Regions from separate parts of the Mus musculus genome. Here all the other regions are linked to region 1. The links are chromatin contacts, called in public ChIA-PET and promoter capture Hi-C maps. All regions are on one chromosome and are shown on one strand. Each heading gives the region's core, a stretch centred on a gene start, on an enhancer-like site or on the middle of the called end of the contact. The rest is flanking DNA. Distances are from core to core; before and after follow the strand shown.

Region 1 (2,655 bases), core at 79-2,578:
GAATGGTGGGATTAAAGGGGACGACTAATCCCCCCTCCCCCTCCCTCACCCCCACCCCACACTGTTCTCCTGTGATAAGTATTTTCTAATGTGAACCCGCATCTTGTTTTCAGGTAACAGTTCTGGGACACAAAACCCAACATCTTCACAAACTTTAAGAAAGTTATTAATTTAATACAATAATTTTAAATTTGCCCTAAATTGATTTAGAGCCTATGCAAATAATTTAGCATCTTTAATGCCTGAACCTGTTTCTCAGGACGATAACATGCACAAGTGCTTTCAGCTTGCTCACCCGGCTTGCATAAATTCAGGGAATGGCAAGCACATTGAGCTCAATGTGAAATTACAACCCAAGCAATGTAGGCATGGTTAATTATTGACAATCTTGACTTTCCGGATTCTCGGTTGTATTATAAAGCCGTAGACCTCAATCGTGAAAAGATCGCATTATTTCTTTCTTCCAACGTGAGCTATCAAATCTCCGGAGGGAACCTGGCTGAGTAGAGATGACCCTCACACCTGGCCCTAGATCCAAGTGACAGTGTTAAACATATCCTTTTCCCAAATTGTAAACGCCTTACCCATCCTACTGGAGACATAAGTCTTTAAACGAAGTAATTGTATAAGGACCATCCACGCCCTGTTGTTCCCCCCCCCCTTTTCTTCGTTTTTATCAGGAGCCTGACAGATCACTGACTCCAGATTAAAAAGAATGTCTTATCAGACTCCACAATCAAGGACACAGCTTGACAACGTTCGCATTCATCTTCAAGGCAACGTCTGGGCTCGCTCTTAATCGCCGGGCCATCACACCCGGAAATGAAACCGCCAGCGCAGCCCACTCTGCACAGTCTCATCCTAAGTTGTGCCCCTTGGCGCTCTGAGCGCACGACCGCAGGACACCGCTGCCCTCTCCGGCCCAGGGCCTGCAGGTCACTCGCGCTCCCCGACCACCAAGCGGGCCCCGTAGGGGCTCAGCGAGAGCGCGCTCCTCGGCCACCAGGAGGGCGGCGTAGGGACCGAGCTAGAGCGCGCTGCCCGCCGGGCCGCCGACACCGGCTTCGTGTGACAGAAGGGCGACACCAGGGCCAGGAGCCTCTGGGGACCGTCCTTAGCAGCGAGCACCGGTCACCGCAAGGACTCCCGATCGCCCGCAGCCCCGCATCCGGCCCCTGAGGGAGGTGCCCCGCCCCCCGCCGCCCGCGCTTTCCCTCCCTCCCTCCCTCCTTCCCGTCGTTCCCGGGCGAGGGGTCGCGCGCCCTCTCCAACCGCGCCACTCACCTGGCGGGCCTCAGGCTCGCTCCATAGCCGCCCGCGCGGTGCGGTGAGGCGCGGCCCCGGCCGCCCCCGCCGCCTCCGGGGAGGGGCAGCCCCACGCCGCACTCACCGCCCCGGGCCGCCGCCGCCACCACTGCGGCTCCCGCCCACCGCCGGCCCGGCCATTCCCCGGTCGCCGCTCCCCGCGGAGCCGGCCGCTCCACACCCACCCCCGCCTCCGCGCTGCCTGGCTGTTGGTACGGTCCTAGCGGAACGCCCTCCCTGCAGCCAATCCCAGTGCGCACCCGGCGCAGCTCCGCCCCCGTTGCGGGTAGGCGGGACTACCGGGCAGCTCCGGACCGCCCCCTTTAACCCTTTCACCCTCATTCCTGCAGCGCTGGGCTCCGCAGACACCGTCGGCGGATTTCTCCAAGCCTGTTTACATAAACTAGCTTCTGGCTTCTCTCTTACCTTCACAATTTCTTTCCTGCAGTCATCTAGGTGAAGTCCTATTCTGAAGAGATAATTTCTTCTTTCTTTCGCTCTGCCTTGACTTCTCCTTGGAGATTCTGCCCCAAAGTGCCCTTCCCTGACCAAAAGAGGCCAGACTTCCCACCTTGGAAATCGCTCCAGCTTTGGCCCAGAGCAGAGCTCCCCTACTGTACCTTTTCAGTAGCTCTTAACAAAATCCTGTTTATTTTATTATAATAGCTTTTTTTTTTTTAATGTTTGTGCCTTGCAATGGACTGTAAGCCCTAAGAGGGCAAATCCAGCGCGACTTGGTTTCCAGTGCCCTGCACTCACCCACTAGGCTCCTGAAGAGTCAATGAGCTGCTCCTCCCCTTAACGTGTGTCCACTCCACACACAGTAGCTACTGTATAATGCATACGTTTATTCACCATATAGACAGCTTCCATGTAGTCTGTTTGACCCTAAAATATTATGGTGTACGTTCTACATTGGATATGATTTGTGCGGGGGGGGGGGGAGTTTGGGGACTAAGCAGGAATTTCTTTCAAGAGGGAAAGAAACGATCTCTCTCTCTCTCCCTCTCTCTCTCCCTCCCTCCCACCCCCCACTGTATGCCACTGGGCATGTCATGTAGTGCCTCTGAGTATAAGGCTCCTTGGGAAATGGAAGTTAAACACAGTACCTACTTGACAGGATTGTGGTGAGATTTAAATAGTAAATGTGTGGAGAAAATACAATTATTGTGTGAAGTTAGTTTAATGTGTGTGTGTGTGTGTGTAGCACTTTCGATCAGGACACCCAGAGAAACTATTGGACTTGACACCCTACCCCAGAAGACTTAGTGAGGGAAAGCAGCTTTAATCACTGCTGGAAGCACTCATCACTGCAAGGCGTACAAAGGGCAGCGTAGACAGCCCTGTGTC
Region 2 (2,655 bases), core at 69-2,568, 280 kb after region 1:
TTTTTGCCTTCACAGGAAAAAAGAGAGAGAGAAAGAAAGAGGGGGTGGGCAGAAAGGGGGCTTATGTACATAGTTATGAATGTGTGGAGCTCCTTGTAAATGTTTCTAAGATCACAGAGATGTAAAGCTGTCTCCTCCAGACAAGCAGGCTAACGGCTTAAGTGTCCGTGAAATTTTAGATCTGTGATCATACAGATGACCAAGAAGCTACTTTCTATAAAACACAGTCCCTAGTGGGGTGGGATGAGAGAAACTGCTTGTAATGGGATATATTAAACCATCTTCGCAGACAAGATCCAAACAAGCTAAGAGCAACGGTAAAGCGGGATGCAACTGTGGAGGTAGTTAGGCTTCACGTCTGTGTGCACGCCGGTAGCCAAGAGATTTACCCAGCTCCCGTGTGGGCGCATCTGTCCCTCCTTTAAATCCGATTTCTCACCATCTGCTCCTTTACTCCAGCCTTGGCTGTAAATAAAAAAGCGATGCACAGCAATGTGTTGTGTTGCCAGGCAGCAATCTGTGGATCTCCAAAAGTCAATTCTGAGATGAAAGTCTGGGGGCTTCATTAGTTTCCCTGACAATAGAAAGTGTGGGAGAGTTGACAGTGATTTTAGAAACTGGATTTCCAACTGCCCTTGGTAAACATGGAGTGCTTAATTGTCTGGTTTTTAAGAATCCTGTAAGCAACCCTGAAACGAGTTGGGAGGATTCAGCATTCAGAGAAGGGTTTCCCTTGCCCTGAAGAACAGTGAGGACCTTGTGAGACCCCCGTCCCCACAGCCACAGTGAACAAGTCAAGGAGAACCCGAGGAACAGCTGTGGCGCCCTGGGACCTTGATGCTTCCAAGTTTGCAGCAGGGAGGGAGGGGGGGAGTGAAGGACAGAGGAGTCAGGCATGACTTGAAGACTGGTATCTAGGAAATAAGTTTGTGGCCCTGAGAATGTGCCAGAAGAGCCAACCATCTGGCAGCTGTGGGGAGGGATCAGCTGACCTCTGACCTCCAGCTGGGGCCTTAACAACTATATAAAATTTATAACACACCCTTCCTGAGGGAAACCTGGTATACCACACGTCTTCAAATGAATCCAGCTAGTTCTTTTCGGTCTCATGGGTAAAGTGTAAAAAGGAGAAAAAAAAAATTTTTTTTTTTAAATCATGTTTAAAGAGGTCACTCACTGCTATGGCAGAGAAGACCACACCCACTCTGCTAGGCAACAACAGGGAAAGCAAACTCCATGTCGCCACCAGGTCTCAGTCCAGACAGCAGCAGGAGCGGGTAGAATTCACTCCCAGGGTGCACGGTGATCACTGTGAGTCATTGTTCATTCACAGCTCCCTTCCCATTGTAAGGAGGGACTTGCCAATTTGGAGCCCTGTGGTAAGCCAGCAAGCTCTTGGCAATTGCAGCTGGGGCCTGAGGTCGTGTAAAGATTGTTAGTCAAATAAGTAAATGCCCGGAGGGTGATGGGGGGGGGGGCATCACGCTTCTTGCTGTCTGGAGGAAATTACAATTCAGACAATAGACTGTGTTGCTAGACTGTGTGGTCCAAGAGCTGGTGCAAACGCAGAGCTTTGAGTAGACATAGATATTGAATTAGTGTAAAGGTAAATACATGTGTATGTGGTTACACACACACACAAATTCATAGATAGATAGATACATACATACATACATACATACATACATACATACATACATAGATAGATATAGATACATATGTAGGTGGGTATACACACACATACATTTGTGTGTGTGTATTTCCTGGTTCTCTAGGCTGAGAAGGTTAGAAGCAAGGATATCCTGACAGTAGTGAGCATGCCTAGATAAGAGTTCAGCTTCTAAATATCATTCTCCACTTAAATGGTTGACTACACTAGGGCTGGAGTGTTGAAAATAAACTATGGGACAGGGGCATTTATACTATGAAGTAAGGAGATGTTTAAAGCGTGTTGGGGATATAGCAAAAGCACCCAGAAGTTGGCTGCCCTGAAGGGCTTCTTACAGGTCGAGGCTGATCTGGGACTCCTGGGTTCAGGAGAACCCCAGACCTCAGCTTTCTGAGTAGCTAGGACTACAGGTGGGGTCACCATGCCCAGCAATAGTTCCTGATTTTAACGCTTAGAGTACAACAGGAATCCATGGGTCTGTACTAATTAAGAGGGAATAAACAAGGTTGGGGAGCTAGTTCCATGAGCAAAGCGCCTGCTTTGCAGACACAGAGACATGAGTTCAATCCCCAGGATTCTGAGGACAAGTTAGGAGTGAAGGCATGAACCTGGGTTCCCGTGGCTTGGGAGTCAGAGGCACATGGATCCATGGGGCAACCTGTGGCTTGGCTAGTTCCAGGCTCATGTTAGATCTATAGCTCAAAAACAAAACCACCAAACAAAATGCCCAGGAAAACTCAGGTACATGATGTCCGAGGAACTACGCCCAAGGTTGTCTTTTGGCCTCCACATGCAGGCACACACATGAGCCGTTTTACACAAGAACAAAACAAAATGTGCAAATAGAGAAAAGAAGCAACCTTTGTCTTTCAATGGAAGCTTTAAGGTATCTTATGACCAAATACTTAGGTGTCGCTCTGTGAAAATCTCTCGTCAAATACTGACTTTAGCAAGCGGACAAATTGGTAGCTTTTCCCTCCTGGCAC
Region 3 (2,655 bases), core at 112-2,611, 260 kb before region 1:
TTATAAATTCATTGCAAAGCTGGCCCAAGACCACAGAATGAAAGATTTAAAAAGCTAGAACCCTAAGTGACACGTGATAAACACATGGATTCTTGCCAAAAGCTAGAGCTTTTGCCCACTGGCGGCCACACAACATGTGGACCTTTCACTACACAGGACCCAAGGCCAGGCTCTTTACAGAATGGCAAAACCTAGGGCCTGTTTGGACTTCAGACTTGGAAGTCGAATAGAATACCACCTTAGTGCTAAGGATCCACATGGCCACGTCCTCAGGGTCCTAGACAGAAACAGAAGGTAAAAGAAAGGAAAGTGTCTCTCCTTCAAAAGACCGGAACAGAGTCCCCTGAAACCTTGCAACACTCCAGTGGATTTTGCAACCTAAAGTTTTGTTATCTCAAAAACCTCAGAGTGTGTTTGTTTAACAGCAAACTCGAGCTGCGTTCCTAGACTGCCAATAGATAAATACAATTCCTCCCAGGAAGGTCACAGAATCAGCCAAGGCCTTCAACAATTCTAACAGACAGAGCTCTGAGCACAGAGAAGCCTGTCCTGGTTACAAACCAAAGAGAAACAGCAGGGGCGAAACAAAGGGGCTCAGGTCAGAAATATTAGACATTAGTAATGCCATGTAGACAATTCATTTATGTACATACATACATACATTTTATGTATATGTATTTGGCATATTTTATGTTTAATTACATATATATGTATAGATAAATAGTCTTAAATAATAATGAAAAAATGATGGTAAGCATATGCTAAAATGATTTTTCCAGAAAAAAAATTGTATGAAGACTTGTTAGGTTCCTGGGACTTGTATCTTGGTCGAACGTCAACCTTGCGTTGCTTTCCAATATTGTATTTAATATGCTTTTCTCCAAAAGTCAGATTATATACTTATTTTCTAGGTTACCAACTGCATGGTAAATCAGTGTTGTCCAAAGTTGTACTCACTAACTATATAGCCCAGGATGGCCTCAAACTCACAGTAATCCTCCTGCCTCTGTTTGGATTACCAACACTCACCAAGTTAAAGTAAAGCTCTGTTTTATTTTCAAACAGTATCTCACATAGCCCAGGCTGGCCTTGAACTCCTGATCTGCCTGCATACAGCTCACGAATTAGGATTATAGGTGGTAACACCACACCCTGCTTAATAAGGGTTTTTTAAAAGCTACAAAATAAGACTTTTAGGTAAGTTGGCAAACTGCAATCTGCCTCTATGACACAGTACAAAAGTGTCAAAATTAAAACACAGACTCTATTCCAAAAAGGAAGTGTTTCTGAAACCCTTCAAGCATGACAGTCAAATGAGTAGAAACAGGACATGTGGCTCGGGGTTCACCACACCTATCTCATCCAGGAAATAAACCAGGAAGTCTGGTGAGAAGAAACAGACAGCCTGCCCACAGGCCGGAGCCAGCTCCCACAAGCTTCTAACTACTTCTAGTTTTGCTGAGAGTGTGACTTCTCTGTCAGGACTGGTGATAGCAGCTGAGAAGGGCTGCTCCAACTCAGAGAGCTAGGGTGAGTGCCATCTTAAGAAGAAACCTATGGTTAAAAGTGAACTGGGGGTGGGGTGAGGAGGGGCGGTGGTGGTGCATCCCTTTGATCCCTGCACCTCAGAAGGCAGAGGCAGGTGGATTTCTGAGTTAAAGGCCAGCCTGGTCTACAGAGTGAGTTCCAGGGCTACACAGAGAGATCCTGCCTTGTAAAACCAAACCAAACAAACAAACACATTAAAGAAACAGAACAAAAAGCACCTGGGCTGAGAATGGTAAGATGGCTCAGCTGGTAAAGGTGCTTCCTGCCAAGACCGAAGGCCTGAGTTCAAGTTCCCAGGACCCACATGATAGGAGGAGAACACCGACTCCCAACACTTGTCCTCTGATGCCACACATGTGCCACAGCACAGTGATACTGGGGGGCAGTAGGAACATAACGGAAGGTCACCTAGAGTTCAAGGCCAACCTGGGCTATAGAGTAAATGCTGTCTCAAAGCAACAAGTGCTGTGAGATAGCTCAACCATCTATCTGTCTTCAGTACCTGGAACCCAGAGTAGACCAAAGTTCCAACTCCCGAAGCTGACCTCTGACCTCCACACATGCTGTGACTGACCTCTGACCTCCACACATGCTATGGTACATGTGCACCCACACTCACACATGTACATCATACACATACAATAAATAATAATAATAATAATAATAATAATAATAATAAAAGCAAAGGAAATAGAAACCCATCTTTGTGTATTAACTTAAAAATTAATTTTAAAAACTGAAATGGAAGATATGACAGTATAGTTGGTTTAGACATAATAGCAAAATACAAAAAAATCCTGACTTTAAGATGCAATTCTTTAAACAACAGCTCTTCCCAGCAGTCCATTTAGCCCTTGTGACCCAACTATCCTGCAGTTTTCCTCTAGCAAATCCTGCGAAGATGATTTACCCTTCTCCCTACCCTGCTCTGTGGGCTCTGAACTGCTAACCCTTTACCTGGAAACTCACTACCAATCTCTAAAAAGTATAACTACGAGGTGACAGATAGGCCTGGTCTAACCACTGCCAACACTGTCAAGATCTGATCCATACACATAATCAGTTACTTCACTGATAACTTGTAAAGAATGTGTCACACATCAATAA

Evidence for each region. Promoter capture Hi-C pulls out the DNA fragments that hold promoters and counts their contacts. ChIA-PET counts read pairs in DNA pulled down with a chosen protein or histone mark.
Region 2: a promoter capture Hi-C map of pre-B cells shows a contact between it and region 1, with 2.5 times the contacts expected there. The contact joins the enhancer-like site here to the promoter of Fam20b in region 1. A contact is called at or near these places in 6 of 39 promoter capture datasets (the C10 cell line, HPC-7-derived erythroid cells, hippocampal neurons and 2 more), 4 of 115 datasets of contacts at active chromatin or transcription factors (bone marrow-derived macrophages, embryonic stem cells, pancreatic cancer cells and 1 more) and 2 of 9 other capture datasets (adipose tissue and pancreatic islet).
Region 3: a contact with region 1 is called in an RNA polymerase II ChIA-PET map of memory CD8 T cells, with 13 read pairs. The contact joins the enhancer-like site here to the promoter of Fam20b in region 1. A contact is called at or near these places in 2 of 39 promoter capture datasets (the C10 cell line and neutrophils), 1 of 484 Hi-C or Micro-C datasets (B cells), 6 of 115 datasets of contacts at active chromatin or transcription factors (bone marrow-derived macrophages, embryonic stem cells, extraembryonic endoderm stem cells and 2 more) and 3 of 9 other capture datasets (adipose tissue, liver and pancreatic islet).

The regions. Positions count from the first base shown.
Region 1 is chr1:156,717,582-156,720,236 of GRCm38.p6, forward strand. It overlaps Fam20b (family with sequence similarity 20, member B), which reads right to left and starts at 1,329. Exons shown (of 8, transcript NM_145413.4): 1 at 1,285-1,329.
Region 2 is chr1:156,996,788-156,999,442 of GRCm38.p6, forward strand. No RefSeq gene overlaps it. Among named protein-coding and RNA genes, the nearest start is that of Gm39685, 8.4 kb to the left of the region's middle. Within about 2 kb of position 1,319, at least 107 of the 459 cell types and tissues checked have an H3K27ac peak or open chromatin away from gene starts, as enhancers often do. A contact at or near this core is called in bone marrow-derived macrophages, embryonic stem cells, pancreatic cancer cells and 2 more, where this site is marked.
Region 3 is chr1:156,458,485-156,461,139 of GRCm38.p6, forward strand. All of the region lies in intron 2 of Soat1 (sterol O-acyltransferase 1), which reads right to left. Among named protein-coding and RNA genes, the nearest start is that of Soat1, 15 kb to the right of the region's middle. Within about 2 kb of position 1,362, at least 137 of the 459 cell types and tissues checked have an H3K27ac peak or open chromatin away from gene starts, as enhancers often do. A contact at or near this core is called in B cells, adipose tissue, bone marrow-derived macrophages and 3 more, where this site is marked.